Regions from separate parts of the Mus musculus genome. Here region 2 is linked to region 1. A link is a contact called in public Hi-C data. All regions are on one chromosome and are shown on one strand. Each heading gives the region's core, a stretch centred on a gene start, on an enhancer-like site or on the middle of the called end of the contact. The rest is flanking DNA. Distances are from core to core; before and after follow the strand shown. Region 1 has its middle 130 kb from the start of Psd3. Region 2 has its middle 79 kb from the start of Sh2d4a.

What was found. Hi-C and Micro-C count contacts between places; a contact is called where the count stands out from the background.
Region 2: a contact with region 1 is called in a Hi-C map of pancreatic cancer cells, with 2.0 times the contacts expected there. The contact joins two enhancer-like sites. A contact is called at or near these places in 1 of 39 promoter capture datasets (the C10 cell line), 1 of 15 datasets of contacts at CTCF or cohesin (the NIH/3T3 cell line), 22 of 484 Hi-C or Micro-C datasets (the 63-12 cell line, the AML12 cell line, the G1E-ER4 cell line and 12 more), 6 of 115 datasets of contacts at active chromatin or transcription factors (DN3 thymocytes, embryonic fibroblasts, embryonic stem cells and 3 more) and 4 of 9 other capture datasets (adipose tissue, bone marrow-derived macrophages, liver and 1 more).

The regions. Positions count from the first base shown.
Region 1 is chr8:68,101,920-68,106,202 of GRCm38.p6, forward strand. It overlaps a transcript of Psd3 not described here. Among named protein-coding and RNA genes, the nearest start is that of Psd3, 130 kb to the left of the region's middle. Within about 2 kb of position 1,627, at least 18 of the 459 cell types and tissues checked have an H3K27ac peak or open chromatin away from gene starts, as enhancers often do. A contact at or near this core is called in pancreatic cancer cells, where this site is marked.
Region 2 is chr8:68,195,293-68,200,047 of GRCm38.p6, forward strand. It overlaps a transcript of Psd3 not described here. Among named protein-coding and RNA genes, the nearest start is that of Sh2d4a, 79 kb to the right of the region's middle. Within about 2 kb of position 3,364, at least 23 of the 459 cell types and tissues checked have an H3K27ac peak or open chromatin away from gene starts, as enhancers often do. A contact at or near this core is called in pancreatic cancer cells, where this site is marked.

The DNA of each region.
Region 1 (4,283 bases), core at 377-2,876:
TTAATATTTCTTACAACAGGAAATAGATGTGGAAGGTGAGGAAAGAAAAGGGAAAAAACAACATTGTGTACTATTCCTTGTCTTGGACCATTTTTCTCCAGCCTGCCAGAGTGCTGCTGGCACTTATTAGCCATCCTTGTTGCCTCATACCTGATTGACTTTTGCCCCTGTAGCCATTGGAACTCCTGGCTTTGCTCCATGCCCAGGGATGCATCTTAGGTATGGGACAGGACTTGAGAGCCAACGGATACACAGACCTTCTCATTCTGCCTTCAGATCTGAGTTTGAGATGAGCGTATGTAACCCAAGGCCAGCATTTACTGCCAGACAATTTCCCAAATGACACCAAATTTAGGATAGCTGAAGGCTTATTTGAAAGATATTTATTGAGAATTGCTTTCTTCCTCTTCTCTTCTTCCTTCCTTTTCTTCCTCCTTCCTTCCTTCCTTCCTTCCTTTCCTTCCTTCCTTCCTTCCTTCCTTCCTTCCTTCCTTCCTTCCTTCCTTCCTTCCTTCCTTCCTTCCTTTCTTCTTCCCTTCCTTCTTTCTTACTTGTGAATAACATCAGCTTAAGGAGTTAAAGAGTACCTTTTGGGAGTTCTGGAATTTAACGAGTATGTGCTTTCAGGGAACTGAAAGAAAAGTTTAAAAAATACTGTGAACCAACTTAAAATTTCAGAAGTAGCTCTAGGGATATGAGTAGAGATGTTTTGCTTTCAGTACCAACCATATATCAATAGGTGGCTATCCACAGTTCTATCCATAAGGCTACTATTTTCTTACATCTGTAACCATCCAGTTTCCTATGTAGGTTGACACTAATGTATTGATAGATCTTGGTAGTGTGACATGCTTCCACAACAAAGCTGATCAATACTTCATGTGCTACTATTCCTGTTGTCCAAAGGGGGGATTGAATTCTTCTGTAGAAGATTTTTCAGGTATAAAGTTAGCTGAATGAGGAAAGAAAGCAGGAAATGAAAGATGACACATGGAAGTCACCAGTCTCTCAAGGGCATCAGGTTTAAGGGTGGAAGAGGCTCAGGAGATGCCTGTCCCTGGTTATCTAGATAACTCCTTTGGCAAGGCAACAACAGCCCTTTTGTTGAAGGCTCCTGGCTTCTACCTACTCTGAGTGGTTCTTTCTTTGGCTCCTTTCATTTATACACGAACACAGTGGGGCACATTCATTAGCCATGGTTTCCTTCCTAGCCTTGGTAAGATCCTCAGGTATCAGCCAGGTGCCAGCCTCTACAGGGGGCATCTGATCATGCCTCATTTATCCTCACCTCTCCCCTTTCTCTAAAACAACATGGGGATTAAAAAAAAAGATGTGAGCTCATAGTTGGCATCTCCTTAAAAATCGCATCACAATAACACTCTTACAAAATCAGCTAAATTAATCAAGTGATCCAATTGGTCAAGATTCTTATAATTGGAGACTATTTAGGGAAAGAGAAAAATGAGTATAGTTAATAATTAAATCATTGGTAAGAAGACAAATCACACTCACTAGTCAAATGACTCAACTGGCAGCTATGTCAGATTGCAAATACTATGAGTGTACCAGGGGCAGGCAGGTATTACTATTTTTACACATTAGAAAAAAAATCGCCAGATTTTATACACATGACTAACCATCTAGAATGCTCTCCTTTAGTGCCATTTAGTTTAGTTTATCTTCTCTTAGGATCATGCTTTAGTTTCTACTCAAATTCCCCTCCCCTCCTGTGTGAAAGTGACCATATTCAACTATATTGGCTTGTCCACCTATCTAACTGGCCCTCCTCAGAGTCTTCCACAGGGAACAGACAACTCTAATTGGCCCTTCCCTGTGTCCTGTGCTTTTCTTGGTTCCTTATTTGCTCCATTCATCCAGGTTTGTTCATACTGACTCAGTTGTTTGTGCATCCAATCTTTGGTACCAGAGATCAAAAAAGAAAGAAAGATCCAACCCATTATACAGACTTGCAGGGCTCCTTAATGGAGAAATTCAAGGGGGTCTTGGCTGACTGGTTTACAGTCATAATGAAACCCTCTTTACTGTTCCTTTCATTGTGTTTAGTAGACGGGATACAAAGATGGATAAAATGTCTATCATTTCAAGATGCTTACACATGATCCTTACGGAGCCAGCACAGGAAGGATTCCAATCTACCCAAGCCAGCATAGGGAAGAAATACAGCCTGTAGAAACCTTGTAAGGAAAGTGACTTGGGCACAGGTGGCTTCCATTTGTCTTCTGTGCTCACCATTTTTCTGCAGGCTAAGTACCTTCCTAAATGTTTCCGATGGGATGTCCCTGATCCATGAATCAATTATTCTTTAAGAAAAATTCATCAAACCTTTAGAACCCTGGCTGTATATGGAGGATTTAGCTCCCTCAATTGTAAGGAAGACAGTTGCATGTTCTTGTTGTGGAGGTGCTGTGAGTGCCAAAGCAACAGAAGGCACTAAGGAACACCCCCCTTCCCAGCTCACACAGTCATTGAATGTGTCACTTAACCATGGTCCCCTGAGTCCCACAGAGGATGACATAGACTCCAATCTCACCCACTTCTCTTTGTGTCCTACAGTAGCAGAGCGCCTGGTGTGCTATTGCTTAAGGTGGGTCAGTTACCACTTCAAATAGCTATGAGCCTCTAGCTTACTATATTTCACCTCTTTGATCTTGATTTCTCTTATCTATGAAAAAAAAAACTACAGGCTCTCCTAACGGGGTTTTTGATAAAAGTAATGTACATATTATGACTGCTTATAATAAATGCTCAGTAAACACTAGCTTCTATTACTCAACTGGATAGCTGCTCTTCACAGTTCACCAGACCTGGTGCCTACAATGCTCACTTACATAACTGTCTACTTTATTTGTGACACTCATTATTCTTCTAATTATTTAAATTACTGACTTCTCAGCTAGATTATAAATATCTCAAGGATATGTCTTTTTAAAAATTATTACCATCCATAATCCTATTGTCTAGCACAGAGACTGAAAATTAGTATTTGTAAAATGAGTTCATTGCTTCAATTGTAAGATAAAGGAGTTATCTTTACTTTTACAATGTGATTATATTTTTATCAATGCTGTGAAGAAACTGTATTATGCTATGGCTTTGAAAAATAATGCAGAGGAGACATTATGGCTGTTCTTTTCATCATATTGTCTCGTTGTCATCGTCATCATCACCATCACCATCATCATCACCATCATATCATCATTATAGCCCTTGAAGCCTCCATACCTGTTAATCTAGCTTAGGCTCTGAGATTTGTGAGAAACTCCAGAACCATCCTCTCACCCCAAAGCTCCTTATAAATATGCAAGACATCATTGCAACAAGAATAATGGCATTAAAAATGTTTCTCATAGAAAGAGCCCCAAAAGCCCTTAGACTCTAACCACATGTTTATAAAATTCAAAAACCTAAATATTATCACTCCTGGGTATCGTCCAAACATGTGGTAAAAGGATGATAAATCCCATGTGAACATATAGCTAGAACAGGAAGGGAGAACCATGGTTTGATAGTCCAGGTGCAGTGTGTTCTGTAGTATGTCTAGAGATACCAGCAAGAGGAGTCACCCAGGGCTCTGGATGGCATCTATTCCTGAGGAATGTAAGCGAACCTCACAGTAGCAGGCGAAGCAGACCAGAGCTGTTCTCTAGAAGCCCAGATCCATTATCTCTCATGACTCATTTTCCCCTTTAAGCCAACTGGGTAACTCCTGGGCTTATCAGTCTACAGCTTCGGTCATATTTTTTGGCAGACTTAGAGAAACATTCCTGACATCTATCTATGAACTCTGTTTTTCCTGCTGACAGCAGATATTTCCCCTTTTAGGTTGCTAGCATGAAGCACCTGAGAGACCAGAGGAAAACCCCACCATCTTTAGACACATGGGAAACACTGTCTGATAATGATATAGAAATAAGTGATTTCTCACTCATCTAAAAGGTCAATCCAGTTCAAAAATCATGTTTGCACATGTGTGTGAAGAATACAGTGGTAACTGTACAATATCCTGATGCTGGTTCCTTGGCAGCATAAGGGATACTCCTAATGGAACTCTAAAAATATCTGAGAATGGTATGGTGCTGCAATAATATATGAAGTAGTCAGGTAATTAAAAATAAACTCATCCTCAAATGGCCTTGGATTCTCATACTGGTCATTGCTCTTGCTAGTAAGTAAAGGTAGGACTTCCCTGGACTTCAGTTATGTTGAGGCAGTTAAACTTGCTGTATGACTAATGATGGTGTTGTTCTCTGCAGGGCACTTCC
Region 2 (4,755 bases), core at 2,114-4,613, 95 kb after region 1:
AACTGGTCAGCTGCGTCGATGTAGCTTTCACAATTACCACTGAGTGCTTTAACTTGAAAAACAGAAGAGAAACAAGACCAAATACCAAGGGGTAAATGACACATTTTTGTTTGCATATAAATGATGGAAATATTTAGAGTGAAGGAAAAGATAAACAGTATACAGCATCACACACACAACCAACCCTTTCCAACCAAGGCACTTCTGTTTTAAATAAGCTCCTTTGCAAGACACCAAAGAAACACAGCAGTGCAAACTCAGGCACAGTTCAGGAAGAGCCTCCGAATAACCCGAAACAGCTGCTGTGGGAGCTTACCAGATGTGTTCCCATTTCTCTGAGTTCAAGTTACTAAAAGGAAAAGCAAGGCCTCTTTGGGGCTGATGTCACAGTATGCTCACTTCCTCTAAAAAATGCGCTGTATGCTGGACTTTTAATGAGAACCCAGAGTAAACTTTATTTACCAAGGAATGTATTCAGCAAAACAAACAAACAAACAAACAAACAAACAAACAAATGATATAAAATTTAAAATGCTAAACCCCCTTAGCTGGGGTTTTAGATTTCTTTCCTTCTGGACCCTAGATGTTGTGATGGCCTTTGGGGTTTCTAGAACTTCCTTGATTTCTCCCCAGGCTCTTGCTTTGTTTTAGGTCTTATTTTATAACTTTCTCTTTTTCCTGTTCAGTATTTGCATACGTATCTTTTCTTATTTAGAAGAAAGCAGAAAGTGCATTTTAAAGAGGTTATTAACAGTTTCTAGGAAAACCGTCCCATGAACAGGAAAAGAAGAGGAAGAAAGACGATCCTGACTTGAGCAGCAGCTGAGTGACTGTAGTCTGCAGGTAGAAATAGGAGAAATGAACCGGCTAGCCTTGGAGACATCTGTGAGGGGAAAAGCCTTAGAGAATGCAGAAGCTTTCCCAGGGTGCTACCCTGGGCTTTTGTTAATGTTACTGAAAGTAGAAGTTATAAGGTTTCTTGTAATGAGTACAAAATGTATGCCTCAAAATGTCTTCCTAATGACATAAGTGGAGCAGAATGTGTCACCCCCGACTTGTAGGGAGAAACTGGGCCACTGAGGTTCACAGACACCACGTAGCTCAGTTTAGTCCAATGTTCAATATAAGGTAATTTAAAGAACCAAGAAATAGGAATTATTCAGGGTTTGTACCTCCTAATGGGCGTCCCTGTGTTTTGACCCATTTTTTAAAAATGTCACAGAATAAATAAGGACTTTATTATGAAAAGTCACTTTCTTCTTTTACTAAGATAACATGTTTATATGATCATAGGGAGGTTGGAAGGAGTGGAGGTGAGGCACAAAGTATAAGATTAACAAAACTAATGCCAGACAAGGTAGAAAATCAGAAGGATCAAAAATATTAGAAAGCCAACGAAAACATTGGCTTTAGGGAAAAAAATGTTTCAAAGATAAGGAGGAGCAAAGAATGAATAAGTATTGGTAGAAAAATGGGACACTGAGGCAGAAAGAAAACATAGCTTCTATATTAGTTGCCTTTAAGACAGAATGTCTGGCAAGGGCCAATTTCAGGAAAGGAAGGTTTATTTTGTTTAAAGTCCGAGCAGATGCTGCATGGTGGGGAAGACAAGGAGCAGGTGGTGACGAGTGTGAGGTACCCTATTGCATTAATTCCAAAGCCAGGAAGCCAACAGTGCCTGGGAAGCAGGATCAACTCAAACCTTAAGGTGCATCTGCTGTGACTCTTTTCTTCTATTGTGACTCCTAAAGATTTCAGCTTCCAAAATAGTACAACCATCTCTAGAGAAGAGTTCATACAGTGAGCCAAAGGGAGCATGTCACATGGAGACCACAGCTGCTTCCCTCTGAGTGCCCGAGGAAGGTACACTGCCAGGAACTAGTAGAGAAGAGGACGGAAGACAATTGGCTTTCTATAGGGAGCACAGAGATTTAAGCTTAGAAAAGAAATGTGAATCCCCATTGATTTACACAACGCCCTCTACTCACTGTATCTCTGACCAAATGGCACTTTGAAATAAAAAGACAAGAGACGCTCATGCAGAAGTTACATTTATCAGCATCAATTATGTCTGAAAGGAAACCACAGTGGATCAGAACCTTAGCTCTGAACATAAAATAGGTTATATCAATTGCTCTCTCGGGAGACAAAAATAGCTACCACCTTCAGAAAGTTAATGATCACCTTCAATGTGAGACTTCACCAGAGCTGTTGAGAGACCTTGTCATAACCCCACTTAATGTGCCCTTGGCCTGCAAACCTCCATGAAGACCGCTGGTGCTGGCCTTTTGAGACTCTAGTTTCTGCCAAAACAAGAAGAAAGTCATCTCAAGCTCAAGGGAGTGCTCAAGGAAACCAAGAAGTCTCTGGATGACACCAGGAACTAGACATGCTGCTTTCTGACTGCTTCTGATGTGACATAGTCCAGCAAACAGTCTGCTCTAAGAAACTAGAATTTCATTAAAATGAGGAGGTAGCTTACATGTCCTGACACGACCTGGTGAGGTTAACCTTCCCTTACACCACACTCAGACTTTTAAAATGTTGGCTGCCAGAAAAGTTTCAATCTACAAACAGGTAAAATATTGACTATGTTTCCAACGGCAAAGCTGGCACTAGGGAATGGGTACAAATTCAGTCACAATTCAACGTGTCATTCATCTCTAAATACACATGATAGGTGGACTATTCATTAGCTCTTGCACAACCAAGCTAGTGTGCTACACAGGACATGGTAGAACTGCCCAGGTATTTTTTTTACTACTTTATGAACTAGAATTCATGTTTATTGTTTTAATGGCACTAAGATACTCCTTAGGATTATATATTATCCAAGACATGCATATTACAAGGACAGGACATTTGCCTTGGCCAGAAACTTTATTGCTTTTGCTATCAAGTCTTTCACTACCCACTTAATCTAATTATTAACAATCTGTTGATTAACTTAACACAATCTATCTGTGCTTTACTCTGGGTGCTCTATAGTATATTTTGATACACTGAGATATAAAGCCAGAGTTATGAAGCTAACACTTATCTAATTGGTGAAAGAGGTTTACAGAACAATCAAGATAGTATAAATGAAACATTTAGTAAGAATGCAATATCATAATTGTGATTTTAATGTGTTCCACCAAAGTTCAAGTGTTCTAATATTTACCTACCAGTGTAGTGCTGTTGGAATGTGGACCTGTGAGAGGTGCATGTGGGTCTGTGGATTATGTTAGGGTCTTTGCTCTAAAGGTCAGCTTTCACTGCATTTCAGCTCATGGCTCTCCAGCATGTCTTGACACCAGAGGAGCCCTAAGAAGGTCCCCACCAGATGCCAACAACATGTTGCTGGCAGAACAAGAAATAAGTGAACATTATTCAGTTATTTTCAAATCAAAGGCATTTGGTTACAGCAACAGAAAGAGAGCCAGGTGTAGTGACTCACTTGTCTATACAAATATCAGTACTTGAATAGCTGAGTCATGGTTGGCGGGGGTGGGGTGGAGTGGGGTGAGGAGGTGGGGTGTACAGGGATAGGGGTAGCTGTACACCCCTAGGTGTAGCTAGCCCTGGACTACATACTGAAACCCTGTTCCAAAAAACAAACAAAAAGAAAAATGAAAGGCAGACAGGAGGGCTGGTGAGATGGCTCAGGGGTTAAGAGCACTGACTGCTGTTCTGGAGGTCCTGAGTTCAAATCCCAGCAATGACATGGTGGATCACAACCATCCATAATGAGATCTGATGCCCTCTTCTGGTATGACTGAAGACAGATACAGTGATAATAACAAATAATTTTTTAAAAAGAAAAAGAAAAAAGGAGAGAAAAAGAAAATTTTAAAAAAAGAAAAAAAAAGAAAGGTAGACAGGGAAAGATTAAGATAGCTTTCAAAAGCAAACACATTTTAGGTAGAAGATTAGAAATAGTATCTCAAGCTGGGCGGTGGTTGCACAAGTCTTTAATCCCAGCCCTTGGGAGGAAGAGGCAGGTGGATTTCTGAGTTTGAGGATAACTTGGTCTACAGAGTGAGTTCCAGGACAGCCAGGGCTACACAGAGAAACCCTGTCACAAAAAGAAAAGAAAAGGAAAGGAAAGAAAAGAAAAGGAAAGGAAAGAAAAGAAAAGAAAAGAAAAGAAAAGAAAAGAAGGAAGGAAGGAAGGAAGGAAGGAAGGAAAGGAAGGGAGGGAGGGAGGGAGGGAGAGAGAGAGAGAAAGAAGGAAAGAAAGAAAGAAAGAAAGAAAGAAAGAAAGAAAGAAAGAAAGAAAGAAAGAAAGAAAGAGTGTCTCAGACCTTCATCAGGATTGATGCTTGCTTTTAGTGGGGATGTCAGATAAGTAACTGGATAGAAGTTCTAAGAATCAAAATTAAATTCAATCCATTTTTTTAAAAAAAGTTTTCTTATTTTCTTAAATTTTCATTTAATTTAAATAATAATGTTCTCTTACTGCAACTAAGTACATCTGCAAAAGATTTACATGAACTACTTAAAAATTCATCTCTAATATTAAACAGTATTTCAATTTAGCCTTTTTCTATGAAGCACCCTTAATAAGCCGATAAAATTTATCTAAAACCTGGGGCTCAAAGAAGTTTATGTGACCTTAGCTTCTATTATTTGATACATGAATGTCAGAAGAGGTCACTGAATAAGCTGTCCTTGAGTGTAGCCTTTGATCTTAGCTTAGGGAAGACAGAGACAGGAAAATCCTGGGGCTTGCTGGCCAGGGCCATCTTGCCAAATCAGTGAGTTTCAGGTTTA